2 separate regions of the Oryctolagus cuniculus genome follow, and region 1 is linked to region 2. A link is a contact called in public Micro-C data. All regions are on one chromosome and are shown on one strand. Each heading gives the region's core, a stretch centred on a gene start, on an enhancer-like site or on the middle of the called end of the contact. The rest is flanking DNA. Distances are from core to core; before and after follow the strand shown.

Region 1 (4,347 bases), core at 442-2,941, 95 kb before region 2:
TTAAAATGGTATGTTTTCGGTTACGCTTGTCTTATAAGAAAAGTTAAAACAGGAAAGAGGCCAGAGCATCCAGAAAAGGTGTTGGGGGCGATGTGGAACAGATGTACCCACTGGTTCTTGGATGTTTGCATCTCACCTCTCCTTGGCCCCAGTACTCCCAATCTTCTGTGTTTTCAACATTGTTTATTTATTTGAAAGGCAGAGAGAGAGAGTGCTCCCATCCACTGGTTCACTCCCTAAATACCTGCAACAGCCAGGGCTGGGCCAGGCCAAAGCTAAGAGCTGAGAACTGTGCCCAGGTCCTCCACACAGGTGCAAGAACCCCACTACCTGAGCCATTTCTTCTGCCTCCCAGGGGCTGCACTGGTTGTAAGCCAGTGTCAGGAGCTGGAGGCACGAATTGAACCCAGGCACTTTGTCTGATGTGAGAAGCAAGCCTGAACTGGCGTCTCGACTGCTAGGTCAGACACCCACTCCCCAGTCTTCACAGTAACACGGGCAGCTGCTGCCCGTCCAGGGCGGACCCCGTGCCAGGCACCCTGGCGGCGCTTTCCATCTGAACTCATTTGCTCTCTGCAGCAGCCTGAACGACAGGTGCTCTCTCCGCTGCCGCCGTTTTCGGCGAACCTCGGCCATTCCTCAGCCCTCGTCTCTTCCCGGCCTGATGGACAGATGCCTGCCTCCTGCACCCTCGGTGCGTCCCTGGTTGGACTTCATTCCCACATCTTCCCGGGCCTCCGCAGCCTTGCTGGGGCTCTTACTCCACAGACTCCTGGCCATCCTCCAAACCCCAGACTAAACGCCCCTCCCGCACGCAGCCTTTCTTGGCCACCGCAGCCCAAATTCACTTCTCCTCCCCGTGTGCCCCCTGCCCCGGTCCCGTGTGCTCTGTCCATTCAGCTGACCTTTGCCAGATGCTTACTGTGCACAAGGCACCATTCAGGCAACACAGTCAGTCTTCCCAGCAACCCTAAGAAATGGGTCAGTGTTTTTATCTTGGAGATGAAGAAGCTGGGGCACAGAGAGGTTAAGCACATTGTCCCAAGACACACAGCCAACACGTGGCAGGGCCAACCAGCACAGAGACCTCAGAGCCTGTCCTCACGTTTTCCTCCTGCAATGTAGGAGCAGAATAGAGGGCTGCAGCCTGCTGCCCAGCCCAGCCTGCTTGAGGGTCATGTGACCGCGGGTTCTTTGTCTGTGACTGGCACAGACTGGAAAATTCCAGAAATGTCTGTTGAATGAATAAACTCCTGGGTGAGTGAATGAATGAGTGGTGGAAAGCATTCAGGACACAGAGGGTGAGAAACCTGTGTTCTGGTGCCAGCTTGGCCACAAGTTCAGAAGCAAGCTCACGTCTGTCTCCGGGCCTCTTCTGCAAACCCTCCAAAAGTTCAAGGAGCCCTGAAAACATGGCCTTGCGCGGCCCCTGTGACACGGGCACCTCTGCCTTGCACACTGCCACCCCGATGGCTCCGAGGGCCACCCCTCAATGACGGGGTGTTGGGACGGGCCACTGCCCCGGAGTGGGGCAGGAGGAGAAGTGGGATGAAGGAGGAGGGGAGCCCAGAGGACAAGTTCTCAAAGCTTCTTGTCCAGGAGCCACCGGCCAGGCAGCCAGGCAGGCAGGGCTGGGCGTGAGGTCACTGCTGCCCCTGGGGAGCTGGCTGGGCCCCGCCTTCTGCACGGTCCCACCCTGGGCATTCTTGCCCTGGGAAAATGACAGACCTGCTGCCCCAGGGTGCTGCCCTAGCTCTGGGGCCCTTTGAGGGTGGCAGCTACAACAAGAGAGGGGCGGACCAGCGGGAGGGCAGGGAAGCAGAGAACATGCAAATGCGCATCTGAGCGCACCCCTGCTGAGCCAGCTCCCTGGGCCAGGCTGGGCGTCCCTGGGCCAGGCTGGGCGTCCCTGGGCCAGGCTGGGCGGCCACAGCCTCTCCCGGCCCCGCTGCCACAGCCAAGCTTGTTCCATGCCCGGGGCAGAACCCAGCCCGGGCCCTGGCAGGCGGGGAACGCTACAGAATTAGGCCTCAGCCTTTCCTTGTTCCCACGGCTGACGACACCCAGAAACCAGGGCCACCGGCCACCTAGGCCAGCAGCCGGGCACGGGGGAGGCACCCCTTAACGCCCCTCAAAACCCTGCAAGGCCTCACTCTCGCGTGGAAGGGCTCCCCGGCCGTGCCACTGCAAAGACCTTCGTATTGCTTTTCTTCCTTATTCTTATCGCTCCTTCTCGGTTCTTAACAAAGAGTTTCTGTTCCTTCGTGATTAGAAAAGAACAGCCGATGCAATAATAGGTTTTTTTGAGTGTTGTGGAATGCACATCAGCTTTGCACCCAGACACGCCAGAAGGGCACCGAAGCCTGTTATCTGAACGCAGTCACAGACCATGTCCCAGGCAGGGCCGGCGCTCCATAAGTGTGCCCTTCCGAGGCTCGGTTTTCTCATCTGTACAGTGGGGATGAGGCCACTGCCCTGGGGTGTGTTGCGACATGGTCAGGGGCCACCGCGTACCTGGAGGTCCCGCAAAGCAGGGCTGCAGCACGCTCGCACCAGGCTCGTGGCGGCTTTCCCGGGGGCAGGGGTGAGTCACCAGGAGTCCCCCCACTGCCCTTGCTGACTGCTGGCATCTCGGGGTTGAAGAGGAGGAGGAAGGGAGGGAAGAAAGCACTCTCGGCCAGTGACTGACACAGTGCCCTCTTTGAAGATGGGGGGTGGGGTGGGAACCTATTGCTCAACCTGCGGCTGCACCACTGAGGGCTCAGAGGGCAGGGCTCACCCCACTGGCGGCTCCAGCCCATCTGCTGGCACACTCACATCCTCATGCCTGGGATTCCGCAGCGCCCAGCCAAGCCCCAAGGGTGGGACAGCAGGGGCCGGGCCAGTAGGCAGCGCATGGCTGACCCTGGGCACCGCCGGCTTTGAGCCTGAGCCGTGGAGTGCAAACTTCCTCACCTGACTCCTCCTACAGCCTGATGGGGGAGGGGAGGGGAGGGGAGGGGAGGGGAGGGGAGGGGAGGGGAGGGGAGGCAGTCCTGGAGTGGGGGATTTTGGATCTGCAGGGAGTAAAGGAGATGGCCCTGGGCTAGAGGTAGGTGGAACCAGGCACGGCTGGGGAACAGGGGATCAGGACCCCTGACCCAGGGTGAGAGCCATAGGAAGCTCCTCCAGGCAGCCAATGTACCCCGCTGGGCGGAGCCTCACCAGCTGTCCTGGCTTTGGGGGCTGTGTGGGTGCTGGCCAGAGGGGGTACTGGGAACCAGAAGGGCTGTGCCTCTGACTTCAAAGACCCCTGTGTGTGCCCACCCAGCAGCCTCTTGAGCTGGGAGCCAGGGAGCATTTTCTTGTCTTTTTCTTTTTTTGATTTTAAAAACTGATTTAGTTTGTATTTGTGAAGCAGAGAGACGGAGAGAGAGAGAGAGAGAGAGAGAGAGAGAGAGAGAGAGAGAACTACCATCTGCTGCTTCACTCCCCAAATGCCTGTAACAGCCAGAGCTGGGCCAGGTCATAAGCCAGGAGCCAGAAACTCCATCCAGGTCTCCTCCACGGGTGGCAGAGGCCCAGCTACTTGAACCATCACCTGCTGCCTCCTGAGACAGTGAGCATTTGCTCAAAGACGGGGTGCTTCCCCGACCCTGGTCCCCAGGCTCTGTCACAGCTCGGACCCATCCTGGGAGCCGGAGAAGAATCCCACGGATGAGGCGCCGTCCCCTGCACCTGCCTGCCATCCCATAACTGCCCTTCGAGCCTCTGCCCTAGGCCATGCACCAGGAAGCTCTGGCTCTCCCTCCAAGGCAGGCGTCAGCAGGAGGAAGGGAACGTGGCCTCGGAGCCCAGACCCTTCCCCTTCTAGACCCACTCCAGAATTCCCTGCCCTGCGCCCGGTTGCAGGCTGCCTTGTCTGGCTGGTCCCACTGAGGGCAGGCTGGACTGGGGGAGGTCAGCCCAGAGTCTGTGGGGGCGGCCAAAGGGCAGGGAAGGGTGGGAGTGCGGACGGGGCGGACGGGGCTCTGGAGGGTCCTGCTGGGTTCCGGCAGGGGTGGCAGCTGCCTCTGTGCTCTGGTGAGAGCAGGCCTCTGACGCCCCCCACCCCCCACCCCTTCTGCCGAACATCACCCGCGTGAGCCCGTCAGAAGCCAGTACCGCCCGCCGTGCCTGACTCACGCTAAGGGGCTGGAATCCCACCCTGCAAGGAGCCAGAGTTGCAGTTGGGTGGGGTGGGAAGGAGGCGGAGCTGGCTGCAGCTGCTTCTTTGCGCTCCCAGGCAGCAGAGGGATGAGGGAGGGGTCCCGGAGCGGGCAGGGCCATGCCTGTCTGACTCACAGGGTGGGGTGATCCAGGGAGCTC
Region 2 (4,384 bases), core at 239-2,738:
TTGCCAAAATGTTACATAAAATCCTTATTAAAAATACACACGTTACAAAAGAAAAATTATGAATATGCTATACATAGTGCTTTGATATGAACCAAGGGACTTGCATTCCGGCAACACAGTTAAGCACACGAGATATTATGATGTCAACTCATAATAGTGCAAACCTGAATAAGTTACATCCTGATAGGAAGGCATGCAGGGCTTCTGCTGAGAACCGAACATAACAAAGCCAGAACAGGAAGCAATCACAACCACCATTTAAAAAGGTTTTCCTTTTTATTACAGTAATTTTTTTCAAAAATACTTTTCTTTACAATAGAACTCCTAGAAAATATGTACAACCTTCCTCTAATAAAATATAACAGCAGTTAAATATATTTGAAAATAAGATGGGTTTTTCCATAAAATATATCTGTTAACTTTTTATATACAGGCTTTCTCAAAGAGGTCTAGGTTCACTAATGCAAAACCATCTGATAGTAAACAGGAACTGTGTTGAAGACATCAGCCGTCAGGAAGAGAAGGTCTTGGGGAGGCGGGAGCTAAAACACAACACACACATGCAGGCAGAGTCTTTGCAGGAACAAAGGTAAGTGCAATATTTAACCAGGAAGTCTTTTAAGCTGATAAGTCAAGAAATACTAATTCAGGAATGTGAACTGTCTCGCCAAGGAGGAGTTCTTTGGTCATTTCAAGTCAAAAAGCCTTCTGCTATCCTGCATGGGAGATTAAAATGAAATTGTGCATTATATTTTTGCCGTGGCAACTCAGTTTATTTTTAATGCTTCAAACCCGAACAGCTGGGCAAGTCTCCAAACAGAAGAGACATCTTTGCTTTATAAACAGCCCTCTGCGCGTTTGCTCTCGACAGATAAGCTTCCACGCGGCCAGCAGCAGAGCTTAGCAGACCCACACTCAGACACCAGTGAGTCGAGGGAAGGAGTCCCTGGGACAGGCATGACCGGCCACTAACACGACAGACGGAACAGTTCTAGAATCTCTGTCCTCACAGCAATGCACGCTGCCAGGCGGCTCTCAACTCAAAACGGCTTAGGAAATTTTCTCCCCCTCGAGTTAAGGAAAGTGCCAGGCTCTCCTCTCTGCGGACACAATGATGGAGAGGAAAGTAACCTATGTTTCTTCTGTCCCTGGCTTTCCTGAGGTCCCCCGTGGGACCGTGGGCCACAGCGGGGTGGGGGCCCTGTGCGTGTGGGCGACATGTTTTCGCAGAGGCAAACTTCAAAGCTGCCTCAGGCCCTACTCTCCTGCCTCCACGGAGGGGCTAATGCCAAGACTGTGCCAGCCACGCAGCCCAGCCTGCGAGCCACACTTACAGGGCGCTGGGGGCACCTGGCCTACCTGAGGCGGGCTGAGGCCTGCCAGCACCTGCTCGGACAGTCACTCCACGCTAGAAGCAGGATCCACCCCGTGCTGGGGCTGTGTCCCCGCCTGGCTTTTGCCCTCCCGGTGGGACGGGTCAGTGTGACTCAGCTCAAAAGCCTGGGCGATGACATATGTGAAGGATTAGAGGTCTAGTACCTTCAAGTACAAACAGAAAGCCGCGCAATGTAGCCGGGAGGTCTAGAAGTGCTTTGCTAAGTGACTTGTGAGAACACATTGAACATCTGAATGCAAACACGGCCCTTAAGGTGTATCTGAAACCATTCCGTCAGCCTCAGTCAATGCTGCTTCCTTTGTATTTGCCCTCACACGTGTCGGAAAATCCCACTCCATCCTATTTCTCGCAGCTACAGTAAACTGTAGCTCACCAGATGTGAATTACAGCCACATCTCCACGGTGGAGGTTTCCTGGTACTTCCAAGTGGCACAAAACAATTTCAGGACCCCACTGACCATTCTCAGTGTGGCCAAAAAGAACAGGCTCTTCTATGGTTTTGGGTGGAAGAATGCTTCCTGGCTGGTCCGAACAGAGTAAAAGTTAACTCCTCCCGAGACCCCAGCGTGAGGGGGGTGGGCTGCTTCCTACGCGCGCACTTGCAGCACGCTCTGGGGGAGCCGCCCAGGAGGGCTGACATGACAGCAATGGGCCATGAGCAGCAGGCATGCTCCCTGCTAGGACGCAGTGTGAGAACGCCCAGATGAAACACCTCTTATAGACAGTTGCGCCAAGCATTTATTCCCCCACCCCCGACCCCCACACAACTTTTTTTTTTTTTTTTAACAAAAGGAAAAGAAACTGGTTTTCCCCCCCCCCCTCAGAAACCTGAATAAAACGACCACTTTTTAAACAGGTAGTTTAAAAGGGTTGCAAACACGAGCAGTCAGTCCGGGCTTCCTGAAGACTGCACACAGGGGCCATGGCTTTGCACCGTCTCTGAGTGGCACGGCGGGCTCTACAGTTCCGTGTCCCCCTGGAGCAGCACTGGGTCCCGATCATCCAAGAGCAGATCCGTGTCCACGACGTCGGCCTCCTCCACGCCGCCGCCCAGCTGCTGCACCACGTCCTCGTCCAGCACGTCCACGCTCTTGAGGGGTTTGATCAGACTCAGCTGGTCCAGCGGCAGCAGCCCCGGCGCCCCCGCCGGCCCCGTAGTCCTCTCGATCGTGGCTGCCATGTCCGCCGAGAAGGCCGCCTTCTGGGCCTTCTGCCTCTGCTGCTCCTCCTGCTGCCTGTGGGTTTTCATGTGTGCGTTTCGGCTTTTGATCTTGAAGAAGACTCTGCAGAGGAAGGAAAGCGGCGTGTGAAATTCAGAAGGGGAGTGCTGGGCAGTCCGGGTGACCTGCAGGGAAGGGGTGTGCGTGATCTGCTGTCTGGTCTGGGGTGGACGTGACAGGCTCCTGTACACCCTCCCCCTGGGACCTGTCACCTCGCCTCCCTCCTCCGCGAGGAGGCGGGACAGGGACAGGAGCGCTGCACACAGTGCGCCCGGCTCCCTTTTAGGGACAATGGAGGAGAAATTCGTGGAGGCACTCCTGTGCACTTGGGGTTGGGAGCACCTGCTCTGTCTCCTCGTCAGGTCAGCTCTCCTTCCTCTCTCCCCCTCGCCGACCATACCCTCCCTACCACAGAACCCTCAAGTCGAGCTAATGCGTTCTGGGAGTTGCCATTCCTAAAAGCAACCCGTCTTCTGCCTGGGGCCTCGTCGTTCCACAGTCACACTCCTGGAGGATGCGTGCACAGGGTAAACCATCTCCTCTGTCTCTTCTATCCTTCCCCCTCAGGTTCTGGTCCCCTTGGGTGCTCCTCTCAAGGCCACCAGCCCCTGTGTGTGGTCAAACCCAGCGGCCCCTCTTCTGTCCTGGCTGTGCTGGGCTTCCGAGCTGGACCCGCCCCGATGGTTACTTCTGAACCTTCTTGCTGGTCATTACGTTATCAAAGGTTCCTGGCTTTCCCAGGACACAGTGCTTCTCAGCTGGAGCGTGCGCCCTCCCAGGGTGCATCTGGCCAATGCCCAGAGATGTTTCTGGGGGAGAGGGCAGTACTTCTGTATGCAGGGAGGCTGCTAAACACCCAGCAAGGTAGCGGACAGCCCCCTTTCTCCAAAGGAGGAGTTATCAGACCCGAAATGTCCACTGTGCTGAGGCTGAGAAACGCTGGGGTAAGAGGACATGGTATGATGGGGGCTAACCCTTTAGGCCGGGGGTCTGCCAGTACAGTCAGTGGGTCAGATCCAGCCTGGGTTTGTCAATAAAGCTTTATTGGAACACAGCCACATCCACTTGTTTATATACTGCCAAATGGCCAAGCTGAGCGGTTGTAACAGCGACAGTCTGGCCCCCAGAGCCTAAAATATTTACTATCTGGAGCTTTTTCAGAAAAAATCTGCCCAGGTGTGAGACAGCCTGTTTATGAAGAGGGGTGAACATAAACACGCCAGGTTAATTCCTGAGCTCCTAAAGGAAAAAAAAAAAAAAAAAGGAATCTTGATTTTTACAGCCTGCGTCAAACAGGGCCGATGAATCACGATCCCACTTGGCCGTACTGAAAACTGTTTAATGTAATGAACACAATTATAGCAGCTGAAACACGCTGCGAGCATGTGCCTCATGTTATTCCTAATCTGGAAAACCACAGAACATGTTTCTGTTTTCTATGAAATCTTAACTCTGGCAGAAAAAGATCTCAAGCAACATGAACACACACACACACAAACACACACACGTACCAGGTGCCCATGAGAAACAGCCAGAAATGGGACGTGGAGGTAGAATACCCCTGCCTGACATGTTGGGGCCCAAGAAGCATTTTTGATTTTGATCTTTTTTTTTTTTTTTTTTAGCTTTTAGATAATTTGCATGTACACAAAAAGCACTTTTTCATATACCTTCTACACAGAGATGGAAGGCAATTTTACACACAGTTGTAATAATTTTGTGCATGAAACAAAAAGTTTCACAGTATGGAGTGCCCCACTTGTCACAC

Evidence for each region. Hi-C and Micro-C count contacts between places; a contact is called where the count stands out from the background.
Region 1: a Micro-C map of ear pinna shows a contact between it and region 2, with 4 times the contacts expected there. The contact joins two enhancer-like sites. A contact is called at or near these places in 2 of 6 Hi-C or Micro-C datasets (ear pinna and an unstated tissue).

Annotation. Positions count from the first base shown.
Region 1 is chr5:127,811,670-127,816,016 of mOryCun1.1, reverse strand. All of the region lies in intron 2 of C5H6orf132 (chromosome 5 C6orf132 homolog), which reads right to left. Among named protein-coding and RNA genes, the nearest start is that of CIMIP3, 18 kb to the right of the region's middle. Within about 2 kb of position 1,691, at least 2 of the 8 cell types and tissues checked have an H3K27ac peak or open chromatin away from gene starts, as enhancers often do.
Region 2 is chr5:127,716,100-127,720,483 of mOryCun1.1, reverse strand. It overlaps TRERF1 (transcriptional regulating factor 1), which reads right to left. Exons shown (of 18, transcript XM_051855691.2): 18 at 2,210-2,679. The coding sequence ends at 2,355. Among named protein-coding and RNA genes, the nearest start is that of MRPS10, 7.1 kb to the left of the region's middle. Within about 2 kb of position 1,488, at least 1 of the 8 cell types and tissues checked has an H3K27ac peak or open chromatin away from gene starts, as enhancers often do.